Linked DNA regions of Sus scrofa: region 1 is linked to region 2. Evidence: chromatin contacts called from public Hi-C data. All regions are on one chromosome and are shown on one strand. Each heading gives the region's core, a stretch centred on a gene start, on an enhancer-like site or on the middle of the called end of the contact. The rest is flanking DNA. Distances are from core to core; before and after follow the strand shown.

Region 1 (7,133 bases), core at 2,945-5,444, 48 kb after region 2:
CGCCTTGTGCCACACGTTAAAATAAAGGTAAGCATCCGAACTCCTCTGGCGCAGCGGAGACAAAGCACACGGACGGACAAAGCCCTCTTCGGCAGACAAACATGCCGAGCAGGTGACCGAATTCAGCCCAGACACGAGAAGAGCAAAATGGATTCTGGTCTCAGGGACCCGAATCGTCCTGGCTTCTGCAGAACTCCTGGCCGTTGGCTACAACCCGCACCACGGTCGGCAGCCACGACAAGCCCAGGGGAGGCCCGGGGACTGGGAGTCAGGACGAGAAAGGGGAATGAGGCCCCATGTCGAGGCCACGACCTGGGCAGAAGGGCCCTTCCCCCCACAAGGCGAGGTCATGTGTGCCCCAGGGAGGGGCGGATGTCACCCAATCCCACCCCCCCCCCACGACAGCCAGGTCGCTGTCGCCTTTGTGTTCCCTTCTTTGTTTATGAGCCTTCCGGATCCAAAGTCTCCAGCGCAGAGTGCATCAGGCCTGGCGCTGTCACCAGCCATGTCAGGCACACTGTTGACTCTGCAAGGATTTAATGAGTAACTGGCCCAGCAGATAGGCCAGGGGCAAGCTCCAACCTGACCCCACAGGAGGCAAAGTTTACAGCCAGGGCAGGGGGTGAGGCTTCCGGCCCCCGGGGCCCCAGGCTGCATTCATCTCCCCAGCAGGGATGGAGGTCTGTCCACCTGAGGGGTGGCCCCAGCTGGAGCCGCCTGCCAGGTGGGATGAACGCCGCCACCCCCACGCCCCCCCCAGGACGCCTCCACCAGGGCCTGGTACAGCTGTGGTCCTGGCAGCCTGGTCTGTAACTCTGACCACCATCCAGCTAATTGGATCAGTGTAGACAGACTTTAAGAGTGAATGTGGTTTGTTTATTGGTTTGAATCCAGATCAATCACTCTGAGTCTTGTGCCTGAAGCCCACACAATTAACCACATAATTACCAGATGGGTCTGAGAAGGGCTGTGTAGACGGCTAAGTAAAAGAACGATGGGCATCTTACAGACGGCTGCGACCAACACCACACACCTGACACATCGGCAGCTCGAGGCGGGGCCACGTGGGGCGTTCGGTTGTAGCAAACTGCACGCAAATTCACCTGTGTTTCATTTGGGCTAATATTTCTCAATCGAGTGCTTGGGTTGGGCCACGCTCTAAAGCGCAGACAGATTACATAATGCTCAGGCCTCAGGGAAACCCCTCAGGGGGCTGCTCTGCTTCCCCCGGGGCCTGGACGCCAACAACCAGGTGTCTCCTGACCGGGCAAGGTCCCCAGTGGCAGTGCCAGCCCCACCTCGCAGGGCCACAGCCTGGGCTGGGCCCATCTCAGCAGCCCCCTTCCAGGTTCACAGGCCCCCAGCATGGGGAACCTGGCGCCCCACCAGAGCCCCCCACGGCGGGATTGAAAGACCCCCCCCATCCCCTGTGCCCAGCCCACGGGGGTTGCCCACAGCAGGCAGCGGAAGGGGCCTGTGCCAGCCCAGCGGACACTTGCTCGTAGTTCCTCCTTCCACATTTCCCAACCAACGCCAGAGCAAGGCTCTGCCGACACAATCTTGTTCCACGGATGGCCCTTGATCCCCAGCCCAGAAAATCACAGCTCCTCTCCCGTGAGGCCAAAGCTCCAAAGGTGCCACCCACCTCAGCTGGGAAGGTGGTGCAGGGGCCCCTGGCTGCTTAAGGAGCTGGCGCAGGGCCTCAGTCTTTCTCCCCCCGCCCCCCATGTAGGTAGCTCTTGAGCAACCAGAGGTAAACCGGGGGGGGGGAGCTTGAGCCTCCCGAGCTGGCTTCCCCCAACCATGGGCTGGAGCACAGCCTCGGCTTCTCCCAGGGGAGCACCGAGAGAGCCCGCCTGTCCTTCCCAGGGAGGTCACGGTGCCTCTCAACCATTTTCTTCCCCCTCCCCCCATCTCCCCTTCATCTTGAGGGGTGGCAGAAAGAAGAAGAAAGCCCCCCCACTACCACCACCACTGCCCAGCCAGGAAAAATCCTGAAGCCAGCTATGGAGGCTGTCGACCCAGGCAGGGAACTACTGGGGACACAGTTCATCCCCGGGTCTGAAACACTGCGTGCTGGCGAATTTTCCGAGGCTCTCCTTCCATCAAATGAAAAGCCGAATGCCAAGGCCTGTGGCTCAGGATGGGCTTCAGAACATGCACGAGCCCGAAACCGGGACTGGACCGCTTCATGGCAACCAGCGAGCCTTCCCGAGAGAGCGGTCTTTGCAGACTGCACCAACGTGCCCACAGGAAAGAAAAATAGGTGTTCTGAGCACGTCGGACTCAAAATTCAGAATAAAAGTCCTCGTGTGCTTCAATGCTCTCGGGAGGGGGGGAGCTGTTTCGAGGAGTATGCTTTCTTCGGCTAACTTTTCCCCCCTCCCCATTCCTTGGAGCATGTGTCACGGCCTGTGACACACTGCCAAGGGAACATGGATGCCGGGGAAATGTCTGCACACGCTACACGTTTGTGACATGCCATGTAAGCGACACCCTGTTTCCTGGCTGGGTTTTCTTGGCACAGGTGTGGGCAGGCGTTGGATTCGCCTCCCCCCCACCCCCTGCCCCACTGTGCTTAGTAAACAGGATCACGGTCGCCCGAGGGGGGAGTGTGCATCCTGGAGAAGACCTGCCACCCCTCCGAGGAGGACAGGACCCCCTCGGCAAGGCTTGGGCCCAAGCAGAGCTGGTGCTTTCAACTGTCCTTGTTTCAAAACACAAAGCATCCTGTTCAGGCTCCTGCCCGCCACCCTCCCCCGCTGCGACCCCACCACAGCCCAGCTCTCCACCTTGCAGATTTTCTGTTTCAGAAACAGATCAATGACTTCTGTCCCTCTCCTCCGGCTGACCCAATCCCAGCCATATACTTAAAAACAATAGCAATAACAACACAAAACCGCCAGCAACAAAACACACGTATACAACACTTCACAGACAATGCAAGACCTGAGCCCCACAGGCCAGCTTCCGCACAGAGAACTTGACCGCCCTGGCCCTCCATGGGGAGGAGACAGCGCAGGACCCCTGCCCCCTCCCCCCCCCATGGGCGAATGAAATTTTTTTCGGAAAGGGAAGCACCCAGTTTTGCCTGCCAGCCCGGGCAGGAAAAAGACGGGTAGAGCAAAGAAAGGAACTGGCTTCTGGAAATTCTTTGGGTTTTGGGGTTTTGAGGTTGTTGGGTTTTTTCCTCTTTTTTTTTTTTTTTTTTTTTGAGTTGTTTTGTTTTCCCCTCGGGCGCAGATCCAGATGGGCTTTCAGAAAGGGAACCCCCACCACCCTCAGGGCCCTGCTTCGGATCTGTCCCAAGGTCCCATCCGTAATTAACACAAGCGCTGGGCCCGGAGGTCCCCAAATGTTCAGCCTGGGGTGGGCCAGATCGTCTCCAGAATTAGAAGGGTCTCCCCGAGCCCGCCGGCTGGGCAGAACTTCGGATTCCACAATCCAGCCCGGAACCCAGGCCCGGAGGGGGGCGCCCGGTTCTCCCCGCCTCTCCCCCCACGGCGACCCCCGGCGCCCCGCAGGCCCCGGGCTCCAGGTGCAGCGGCAGGCTGGGGGCAGCCGGTGGGAGGGGGCGCCTCCCGGGCCCCGAGGGGAGGTGCGGGGGTGCAGGCGCGCCGCCGCGCAGAGCGACTCACCGTGGCGGACGCCAGGCTGTTGTCGGCCAGCGTTAGGTGGTGCGGCTCCCAGCGCCTCAGGAATTTCGAGGTGAGGATCTTGCTGAGAAAGGTCCGCGGGTGCCGGATGACACAGACCTGGATGTCGCCCTCCTGCAGCAGTTTGTACCTCATCCCGTTGCACAGCAGAAGGGCCCGGCGGCAGGGCACGGCGCCCATCTTCGTGCCCTCGGGGGCCGGCACGTCGCCCCCCAGCAGCGGCTTGGTCTCCTCAATCTGCCGAGGATCGCCGCCGCCCGAGCTGCTGGTCAGATCCATGGCCTGCCGGGCCGGGGAGGGGGCCGGGGGCGGGGAGACGGGCTGTCCCGGGCGGTCGGCGGCCCGCACCCCCCCACCCCCCAGGAAGGTGGGGGGGTGTGGGGCTGGGGGCGCCCCGCAGGGGAGGGGCCCGGGCGGGCGGGCGGGCAGCCGGCGCTCGGTCCTTCCTGCGGGGCTCCTCCGGCTTCCTCCTAGCTCGTCGGGTGCATGCTCGCGGCGGCCGGACCGGCTCGGCGGACGGGCGGGCGGGGACGCGGGGCAGCGCCGGGGGGCCGGGGGGGCCGAGGGGGGCCGGGGGCCCGGCGGCGGCGGCGGCGGCGGCGGCGAGCGGGGGCCGCGCGGGCGGGCGTGTCTCGGCCCCGCCGCCCGCTCGTGTGTACAGTACGTGTGTCTGGGCGGCCGTCCGCGGGCGAGTGTGCGGCGGGGGCCGCGGGGGCCGGCTCAGTTGAGAGATTGCAGAAGCCGCTCGGCGCCCGCGCGATTGGTCCCCGCGGGGTCATGTGCCCGCCCCTCTGACGTCAATGGCGGCAACGGCGGCGGCCGCCGCGGCTTCGGCCTCTAGCAGGCGGAGTCCGCCGCCGGGCGGGGACGCGAGGGGCCGAGGCGCGGCCCGACGAGAGGGGGCGGCCCCCGGGGAGGGGGCTGGGGCGGGCGAGCCCCGGCAGGCACCGAACCGCCCTGCCCGGAACCTGGGGAGTGGGCGGGGGCCGCGGGGGCGGGGCGCGTGACGTCACGCCCAGCCGCGCCCCCGCCGGTGCCCAGGCGGGTGCCGAGCCCCGCGGCCCGCGGGCCGGACGGATCCAGGGACTCGCCGCGGCCGGCCGGGATTCGAAAGGCCAGCGTCCCGAAACCTGTCCACGCGGATGGCGGAGGTGCGGCCAGGTGCAACCCCGAGGGACCCGGCCGGGAGGGAGGGGTGTGGGCAGGACGGCTTGACCTCTGCACCCACTCCCCCTTCAGCTCAGGCTGTTCACCTGACTGGCCAGATGGCGCCACAAGACAGAGATGTTTCCTCGAATTGAAAATGTCCCATCAGTTATCCAGATAATGAGCCACACTGCCCTGGCTCAGCCTGTGGGACTCTGCAGGCTTCCTGATCATTTACAGATGTCCTCCTGCCCTTGGCCCTTGGGGTCCTGAAGCCACCCAGGGTGGAGGGGACAGGCTCCCCAGCACCCCTCCTGCCTTCTGCTGCTGGATTCTGATTAGTTCCTAATAGGAACCTAGCGGGGGGGAAAAAAATCCCTCCCCAGAGGTACCCGCTCCCCACCCACCTGCACCCCGGCAACTCCAGCTTCTTTACCTCTGCCCGCAGGCCAGGACCAGGTCATTCATTTCTGTACCCCCAGGCCCTGTGCAGAAGTGTAAGAGAATCATATTGGAAGCACCTTTGGGGACTGATGCATGGTGTCACTGGGGAACTCCAGCTGTGAAACAAAAAATGTTGCCTTTCTGCCATCAGGAATGGCACCTGAAGCCACCCAGCCAGGTCTCAGCTCCCAGGTGGGGCTTTAGCGCAGCCAGCACACGTCTGCAGTTCATACCATTCAAGCCCCCAGATCTGTGCCTTTCTGTTAAGTGAAGGTGCCTCTACAGTGGACATGTGAGAGTGTGAGCATGCGTTCACTTGCATCGTGAGTGCTGAAGTTAGTCCATGGCAGCCCTACAGTGGCGATTGTGTAGACACATGAGGGCTCCCCAGAAGTCTCTCTCCTGAGCCTGGCCCCAGTTGGTTCCCCAGTGGAAGGCAGGCCCAGCATACATCCCTCACCAGATAAGACTCACCTCCAGTCTGCCCAGGAGATGGGCAGAGCTCTTGTCTCCTCCTGAGCACTGGGGGGGCACCATTAGGTGAGAAAATGGTGAATTTGCTGACTCCCTACAACCTGCTGGTGAATTCTGTTCTTTAAGTTCTGAATCTCAATGGCTTGGGAAAAAAACCATCAAGCAAGAAGGAGTCAAGTCCGGGAGTTCCCATTCTGGCGCAGCAGAAATGAATCCAACTAGTAACCCTGAGGTTGCAGGTTCGAGCCCTAGCCTCTCTCAGTGGGTTAAGGATCCGGCATTGCCATGAGTTGTGGTGTAGGTCACAGACACAGCTCAGATCCTATGTTGCTGTGGCTGTGGCGTGGGTTGACAGCTACAGCTCCCATTCAACCCCTAGCCTGAGAACTTCCATATTCCTTGCATGGGTCCCTAAAAAGCAAAAAAGAAAAAAGAAAGAGTCAAGCCCGAGCCCCCACCTCGTGACACAGATGTGGCTGTGGGGGGTTGTCATCAAGACCCCCAGGCCACGCCATTAAGGAGTTCAGTCAGTTGTTCAAACCTTTATCGGGCTCCTGCTGTTGGCCAGTTGCACTTCCCAGCCTTGTAAGTACTCCCTGTGTGCTGAGTGGTGCACACACGCACACACTTCTTTTCCTTCTCACAACAACCTTGTGACACAGGTGCCATCATCCTCCTCTCTTGCAGGTGAGCGTGTAGAGAGGCTGCCAGGCTCGCTTAGCTGGTCAGGATTGAGCCCAGGTACAGAGCTCAGAGTCTAAGACACTGTAAAGACAATGACCATGCTGTGTTTGGGACTGCAGGAACAGAGAGCATGTGCCTACCCCAGCCTGGCTGCAGCACTTGGGGACATGTCCTGACTCCAACGGGTCTTGGGGAGTTGGACAAAGAAGGCGAAAGGCGTTCCTGGAAGAGGGGATGGCACATACAACGGCAGAGAAGTGGGCGGACCCTCAGCCTGTGCAGAAAACTGCAGGCATTTGCCAAGGCATGCAGGGAGCCTGGGGCAGCAGGGGCGCAAATGCAGGGCTGAGACCTCAGAGATGAACAGGGGCTGAGCATGCAGTGCCTTGAAATGCAGGCCCAGGAACCAGACTCTCCCCTGAGAGCAGCGGGAAGCTAACACATGGAGCATGCAGGGAAGTGACTTGTGGATGTCACCGTCATAAGGTCATTGATCACAGCAGGACATGGACAAGGTTTGCAGAGCAGCAGTCTGGAGGCAGGGAGGCTGGTGAGGAGGCCGTCGAGGGTACCCAGCAGGGAGGTGATGGGGGCCAGCATGAAATCATGGAACGGGCAGCTCGGTGGCAGACAAGGCAGCTCCTGTCCATTTGAGGGACATCTGTGGACCCTCTCGCCACCCCCTTCGGGGGGCAAAACCTCAGCAGAACAAGACTGACCAGAATGCAA
Region 2 (7,054 bases), core at 3,517-6,016:
AGACACACCCCGGGCAGGATCAGGCAGGAGTGTGGCAATTCAGCTGTTCCCAAACCTGCTGCTCTCCTCCTTTATCTGGGCACAGGGTAAGAGTCCACTTCTTCCCACTGCCCGCCCACCCCATCCCCTTAAATTGTAGGCATGGCTGCAAAGTAACATGTGGCACTTGCATACCCATGTATAAGTTGTCACATCGCCTGTCCTGCCTTCGTAACAGTAGAAACACACGCAGAGACGGAGCCTCCATCAGCGTGGGGCCCCAAGTCCTCTGAAGATGAGCAGGGCCCCTGCTGAAGTGGCCGAGACCTTTAGCACAAAGGAGAAGCAAACGTCAGTTGGGTAAAGCTACGCGGGCATGGGGTTGTTTGTTACGGCAGCATAACCTAGCCTAATACAAGGAGTTCAAGTGCACAGACTACAGCAGGACTTCTCAATCTACCTGTGGTGAGAGAGCAGTTTTTACTTTTATTTTTGATTTTCAATCCCTCGCAGACCAAAACTTTTGAAAAACAAACAATAAAAATATTTTAAAGTTACATTACTAGAAAAGTGTCTACACCCTTCCTCTCACTCTGTGCTCACCTCTGCACAGATCAGCAAGGATCCCTGGACCACACTGCAGCGGCACAGTCTGTGGATCAGGACAAAGGTGGGGCTGAAGCCCAGCTCCACATTTTTCTTTTCTTTTCTTTTTTTTTCTATTTAAATTTAAAAAATTTAACCTTCTTTTAATAATGATTTGTATTTTTTCCATTATAGCTGGTTTACAGTGTTCTGTCAGTTTCCTACTGCACAGCGAGGTGACCCAGTCACAGATACATGTATACAATCCCTTTTTCTCACATTATCCTGCTCCATCATAAGTGACTAGATATAGTTCCCAGGACTGTACAGCAGGATCTCACTGCTTACACGTTTTTCTAATGATGGGGAAATAATTCCACCTTCCCAAGCCTCAAGTCTCCATCTGGAAAGTAAGGATTTTCGTGGGAGGATTTAAACATGAAGCACGTAGCCCGTGATGCCACATGTGAAGGGGCTCAATAACTGTCAGCTCCTCGTCCACTCCTGCCTGTTCCCAGGTGATGTCCAGGTTACACACGGGCCAGGGGCTGGCTCAGGGAACTGGGGGCATGGGGGGCGGGGGGCACTGGCTGCAAAAAGCCTTAGAGGAGAAGGCAAGGGCTGAATTCAGAATTCACTTCCATACAGCCACCCCAAGATAAGATGGTCAGACTGGCATCTAAAGGGAGACTGGTGGTCCACTCGGACCACCGGAAAACAACTACTGCCTAAGCCCCACAGGAGAAATCTTAAGGTAACTCATCACCAGTGGGGAAGGAGGGCTCACGCCACTCGCGAGGCGTCATAACTACTGAACCTCACAGTGATCCTGTGAGACAGGCTCCGTTAAGCCTCTTGTGCAGGAGAGGAAACGGAGGCTCGGAGCGCCCAAGCAACGGACCTGCCATCACACAGCAGAGCTGACCGTGGGGACACAGGGCTGGCTTCACTCGCTCCTGGAGGGTGACCAGCTGTCCAATTTTCCCAGGACTTGAGACTCCCAGTTTTAAAATGAGGACAGTCCTGGGCAAAGAGGGGTGAGCTGGTCAACCCTACCCAGAGCTGTGCCCTTCAGCCTCCACGTTGGGCACGCGCTGAACAAGGGCAGGTTTGCGAGAAAACGCCACCAGTGGCCGGAGCAGGCTGCCTGCCTGGGAGAGCCACGGCCCATGACATCCTTCACACGCAGCTAAGGACGGGGACAGGGGGACAGGGTGCGACGGAGGTACAGCAAAGATAAGCCGATTACCTGGCATCTTGGGGACAGTGAAGGCTCCACACAGCCTGGGGACTGGCCCTGCCCTGAGGCCTACTCTGGAATGGAAACTTCTAAATACCGATCACATAACCAGAAGCGGTTTTCTGGCCTGCTTTTTGTTTTTGTTTTGCTTTTTTTTCATTTGAACAATAGGTAATCAGAATGTGCTGGGTCAGTGACATACTGTCATAATTTGCCAAACAAAGCAAGGGGAACACGATCCCAGCGGTAATGCTTTGCATTTCTTACGAGGGCGAGTCCTGGGCGTGACTTCATTTTCCAGAGCTGCTGGCGGTGTCCCTGTCTCCCTCCTCATCACCCCACCCCCAGCACGATGCTCCAGTGCCTGGCATGTGAGAGGCCCAGGGCAGTGGGCGAATGAGCTGAGGTCTCTGTTCCGCAGTGACTAAGGCACCCCCAGGCCACCCAAGCTGATCCTCTGTGGCTGTGTCACCTCCCCGGCCATCGATCCCATGGATCCTGTGCTCAGGACTGTCCTAAACGCTCCACACATAAGCTGACCGCGTCCTCTACTGACCAACCCAGGACACTCTGGGGGACAAAATGAAATGGGGCACAACTGAGAATGACCCCAGGACGACACGTGTTAACAGGGATTGTCGCAGGCAAAACAGCCCAGGGGTCAGGCTGTTGAAGTACCTAGAGTGACAGCTCGGAGGGAACAGGCCCAGGCTCCGGGCCACAGCCTCTGGGCGAAAGCCCAGCCCTGCCACCTACCAGCTGTGTGAGTGACCTAACCTCTCCCAGCCTCGGTTTCCTCACCTGCACAACGGGGCTGGGTAGTAGCGGCTCCTAGGGCTCCGGCGAAGACCACGCTGCTCCTGTTAGCATCTGCAAAGCCTGCATATGGGACCTAGCATGTGGGAGGTGCACTACACATAACAGAATATTTTATTTAATAACAGACAACAAAATTCTCCTATCGCCCCCAGGGGATTACTAGAATCATCGCTGTTTCACAAATAAGGAAACCAAGGCACAGAGGGGTTCCGTAACCGCTGAAGTTCGTGGCAGAGTGGACGCGAACCTAAGACCCAGGCCCCGTCCTAGGGCACCAGCAGTCCTGGCTCTGGCCCCACTCCACCCCACCCCCGACACTGGGGAGTGGGACACTGCCTCTCCCCATCTCAGCATTTAGGACACAGGTCAAGTAAAGGTGCAGAAAGGACAGAATCCACACGTGGCACATGGCACTGCCAGAGCTCACCCTCAGGCCCAAGAGGCGGCCGACTTAGAGGCTGTGTGGCATTTGCGAATTCCAGAGGCACCAGTCCCATAGGAAGGGCACTGCTGCCTAGGTCACAAGCCAGCGTTCCCCTTTTCCCCTCTAGCCAAGTTACTCGATCTCAGAAATTCCTTTGCAAGACAAGACTGAAATGCAATCTCCAACCCTGTCGGGCCCAGTGGAATTTCACCAACACAAATTGCCGAGTTCTCCAGGAAAACGGAGGAAGCCTGCCTGAAGTTTCAGATTCTTGGTAGGTCTTAGAAAGCTCCAGCACTCGAGTGGCTCCTGGAAGCGGCAGGAAGTGGTTTGCCTTTGCTTATTTTCCAAAGGATAACCACCAGATTTGCTCATAAAAACTTTGTAACCAACTGGCAAAGGACACCTGTGCAATCAAGTGATTTCTCAGTTCCTTAGGGCTTTCTTTTGTTAATTCAATTCAAAGAAGTAGTGCTCAGGGCTGGACAAAGTGCTCAGCACACAGAAAAACAAGAGGGAGAAAAAGAGAGGGGGGAGGGAAAGGGGGAGGGGAGGGAAAGGGGGGAGGGCAGCAGAGCATCTTGATGAAGAACCAAAATTCACCAAAAGCAAAGTTACAAGGTCAGGGAAAGCCCACGGCTCTGGGAGCAGCAGTGCTCGGGCAGCACCAGCCATCAGCTGGAACAAAGGGCCAGGCCTGGAGCTGGCAGCACACGGGAGGGAGGGAGAGAGGGAGGAGGCACGGAGACCAGGAGCGGCCGGTGACGGCTGAGTGCAGAGGGAGGACCTGGGCCCTGGCTCCTGGCTGGGAACGTCTGGAGAGGGAAAGAGTGGATACGGGGGTGAGCCAAGCAAGGCGCAGAGACAGGTAAAGGTGCCGGTGACCCAGGGCGGAGGCCAAGGACGCTGGGGTCTTGGCTCGAAGTCTGGGTACTTCTGATGAGGCCAATTCAGGAGAGTCTCGCCCAGGCCCACAAGCCCAGGCTTGAAACTGGGCAGGGCTGGGAGCCGCTGACGGTCAGACGCAGAAGCCCAGCGGGGTGGGGGCGGGCAGATGAGCTGGAAGGGAGGCGAGGGACAAGTGCCTGGAAGAGAAGGGCCAGAGGAGGAAATGCGTTTCCTGCCAGGAACACGTGGGAGGCCTCCGGTCCAGTCACTCTGCTCCCCGGGGATGCGTCCTGTCCCCAGCCCAGTGCAGCCTGGAGGAGCCCAGATTCCTGGGGTGCGGACCAGCCCAGAAGATGGGCGGGAAGGGAGCCCAGTGGGGGCTCTGGCAGAGGGAAGAGCTCTGGGGCTCCAGGCCCCCCACAGAGCCAGCAAGCGGGTGAGCAGGGGTGGCCGAGGCAGGCGAGTCCAGACCCGTAGATTCACTTCCCTCTCCAGCGGACTGAGAGTGAGGAAATGGAGAACAATCTGGAAGGGGCTCTGGGAAAGGGAGCTGGAGCCTGGGACTTGAGATGGAGACTGAGGGCCCATGTGAGCGTGTACGTATGTGTGTGTGAGTGGTGTGCGTGTGCAGACACAAGCCTGTTCTCCAGCACCTGAGTCCTTCCGCGCACATGGAGGTTGTGCACCCATGACCTGGAGAACGTGGTCTCGTGTGCACACTGAGAAGGTGTACCCACGCCTGCACGCATTTACACGGTGAGCCCGGCGCAGGCCCACACACCTTCACGGGCACGGCATCAGATCGGGTTCAGAGCCGTGGAGGGGGACTGAATCTTGGCCTACACTGCACGGACGTGTGGCCTTGGGCAAGTGACCTAAGTTCTCCAGGGCTGTTTGCTCATCTGGACGATGGGCTAATAGAAGTGGGCGTCTCAGTGTCGTTAGGGGGTGAAACGAATTCGCAGTTGTAAAGCACCTAGATGGGCCTGAGCAAACGCTACATACATGTGTGGTGAAGAAATAAACCCTTGCCTGCAGATGAGCGCTTACACAGCTAGGCGTGGACACCTGGGGACACCCGAGAGGTGTGCCCAGTGGAGGAAGGACACATAAGGGCAACTGCACACGCGGGCAAGGAGACGCTTGGTGTGCAGGCATGTGCCATTCTGGAACACGTGTGCTACCTGTACCCACGATGCCCGATGCCCAAGGGAGGAAGTGTGTGCGACGGCCCAAGACACGTGCTGCTCATGGGTCAGTGGGAAGACACGTGTGTACGCGTGCGGGCGCGCAAGGGATGCCTGGGGAGCACGCATGCGCGCGGGCCGCCCCCACCCGTGGTGAAAGGCAGCTCTGAGCAGCCTGGGCCGTCACCAGTGGCCAGATGCCCAGAAGGACCCCTCGGGCCAACTGGCAGTGGGGAAAGGTAACCCACGCCATCAAGGCCGGCGACAAGGACCACGTCTGCTTCAACCTGGTGCCTCAGCAAGTTTTACAGGAGGGTCGGAAAGGGGGAGCGCGAGCAGGGGAGGGACAGAGACACGACGGTACGCGGGCCACCCACTGGACACACACGCATTATTTCCTTTAACCCTCCCGGCAGCCCTGGGAGGAGTGGCACCCTCGTTTTCTCCGATGAGGAAACAGATGAAGTAATTTGCCCAGAGACCCTCGGCTTTGTATCTGTGGCTGCCCCCTCCGCCGCTGCGCTGTTCTGAGAATGAATGGGCGAACGAGCGAACACACGGGCAGGGATGAATGAACAGAGAACAATGGCAAGGAAACCGAAACTTAGTGTCCAGAGGAGCCACAGCAAAGGGAAGCACTGGCCTAGCAGGCACATGCCACACTTGAGAAGGACCCACGTGGCAGAGGGTAGGCGGAGGCTCCAGGCCAGGCTCCACCAGCCCAGAGCCAAGGCAGGCCTGGCATCTCCATGACGGGGCCTCAGTGTAAATTCTGAAAACTGGTGTCCGTGCCACTCACCTCCCCTGGGGTTTGAGGTGAGCCAGGTGCCAGCTACCCAGCCCCCCAGGGGCTGGGACATCGCGGGGAGGATGTGCTATCACGTGACTTCTCAAAGTGTGCTGTGCAGAGTTCAAGCCAATGACAGCGAGAGGAAGTCCCCTTGTCCCCGGAGACCCTTCCAGAAGCTGCCAGCTGGGTTCAGGGGCTCTGTGGAAATGGTCCCTTAGGCCCCCAGCCTACCACACTTAGCAGTCCTGACTTCAGGTGGCCCTGGACAAGTGGCTCAACCTGGCGGGGCCCCAAGCTCTTCCATGGGGGCAAGGATCGATCCCCCAGTAGGGGTTGGGGTGGGAGGCCCCACACGGGGCTGAGAGCAGAGCTCATGAGACACGTGGCAGGTCCTCCCACGGGAGGCCATTCTTATAAATGGCAACCATCCAGGGGCCCCGGACACCCCTTAAAGTACATCCGTGATCTACTTTCAGGGCCTTGTCCAACTCCCAGCTCACCTGCCACTACGGGAGCAGGTGGCCCCAGGCACTGCTTCCAACGGGTGCTGGTTTCTCCCTCCTACACCTGCTGCTCGCCCCTGCCCGCCTCTCTGTTTAACAGAATGTTCTTCTTGGGCTCTGACCATTTTCACTGAGAGTGCTGGTTTTCAAACTGCGTCCCCTGGAGCCTCTGAATGGGTCCCGGGGGTCCCTGTGGGGCTGACCTTTACCTCGACCTGGACAGTACGGCCTTATGAACCTTCTCTTGTGAGGAAGAGCCCTGAGGCTGAAATCACACAAAGGTTTATTACCCAACTGCACATCACAAAACCCTTTCTTGCAGAAGCCCTGCACCCCCCCCCCCCCGCATGCATCCATTCATTTTACTCATTTATCCATTTCCTGACAGTCTCCCTCAACTAGTACGGACCACAAAGGCATCGGGGGTGGGGGTGGGGGGCTGTTGTTTGTTTTGTTCATGTCTGTATCCAGAGCACAACAGTAGGCCCAATAAATATTGACTTTATTTTATAATGAACTAAATGCAATGATTAGTACCAATAACCACAGCACTGACTAGGGGCCAGGCTCTGTTAACACCTGTTACGTGTGTTCACTCACCCAGGGCCCACACCGACCCTGGAAGGAAGGTCCCACCAT

Evidence for each region. Hi-C and Micro-C count contacts between places; a contact is called where the count stands out from the background.
Region 1: a contact with region 2 is called in a Hi-C map of skeletal muscle, with 2.3 times the contacts expected there. The contact joins the promoter of CMIP here to the promoter of LOC110260907 in region 2. A contact is called at or near these places in 1 of 5 promoter capture datasets (liver), 10 of 47 Hi-C or Micro-C datasets (alveolar macrophages, brain, heart right ventricle and 5 more) and 2 of 2 datasets of contacts at active chromatin or transcription factors (alveolar macrophages and skeletal muscle).

What each region holds. Positions count from the first base shown.
Region 1 is chr6:6,877,680-6,884,812 of Sscrofa11.1, forward strand. It overlaps CMIP (C-Maf-inducing protein), which reads right to left and starts at 4,195. Exons shown (of 21, transcript XM_021093761.1): 1 at 3,639-4,195. The coding sequence starts at 3,935.
Region 2 is chr6:6,828,992-6,836,045 of Sscrofa11.1, forward strand. It overlaps LOC110260907 (wiskott-Aldrich syndrome protein family member 1-like), which reads right to left and starts at 4,767. Exons shown (of 1, transcript XM_021093762.1): 1 at 1-4,767. The coding sequence starts at 4,625. The coding sequence ends at 3,498. The region is part of intron 1 of CMIP (C-Maf-inducing protein); the gene reads right to left.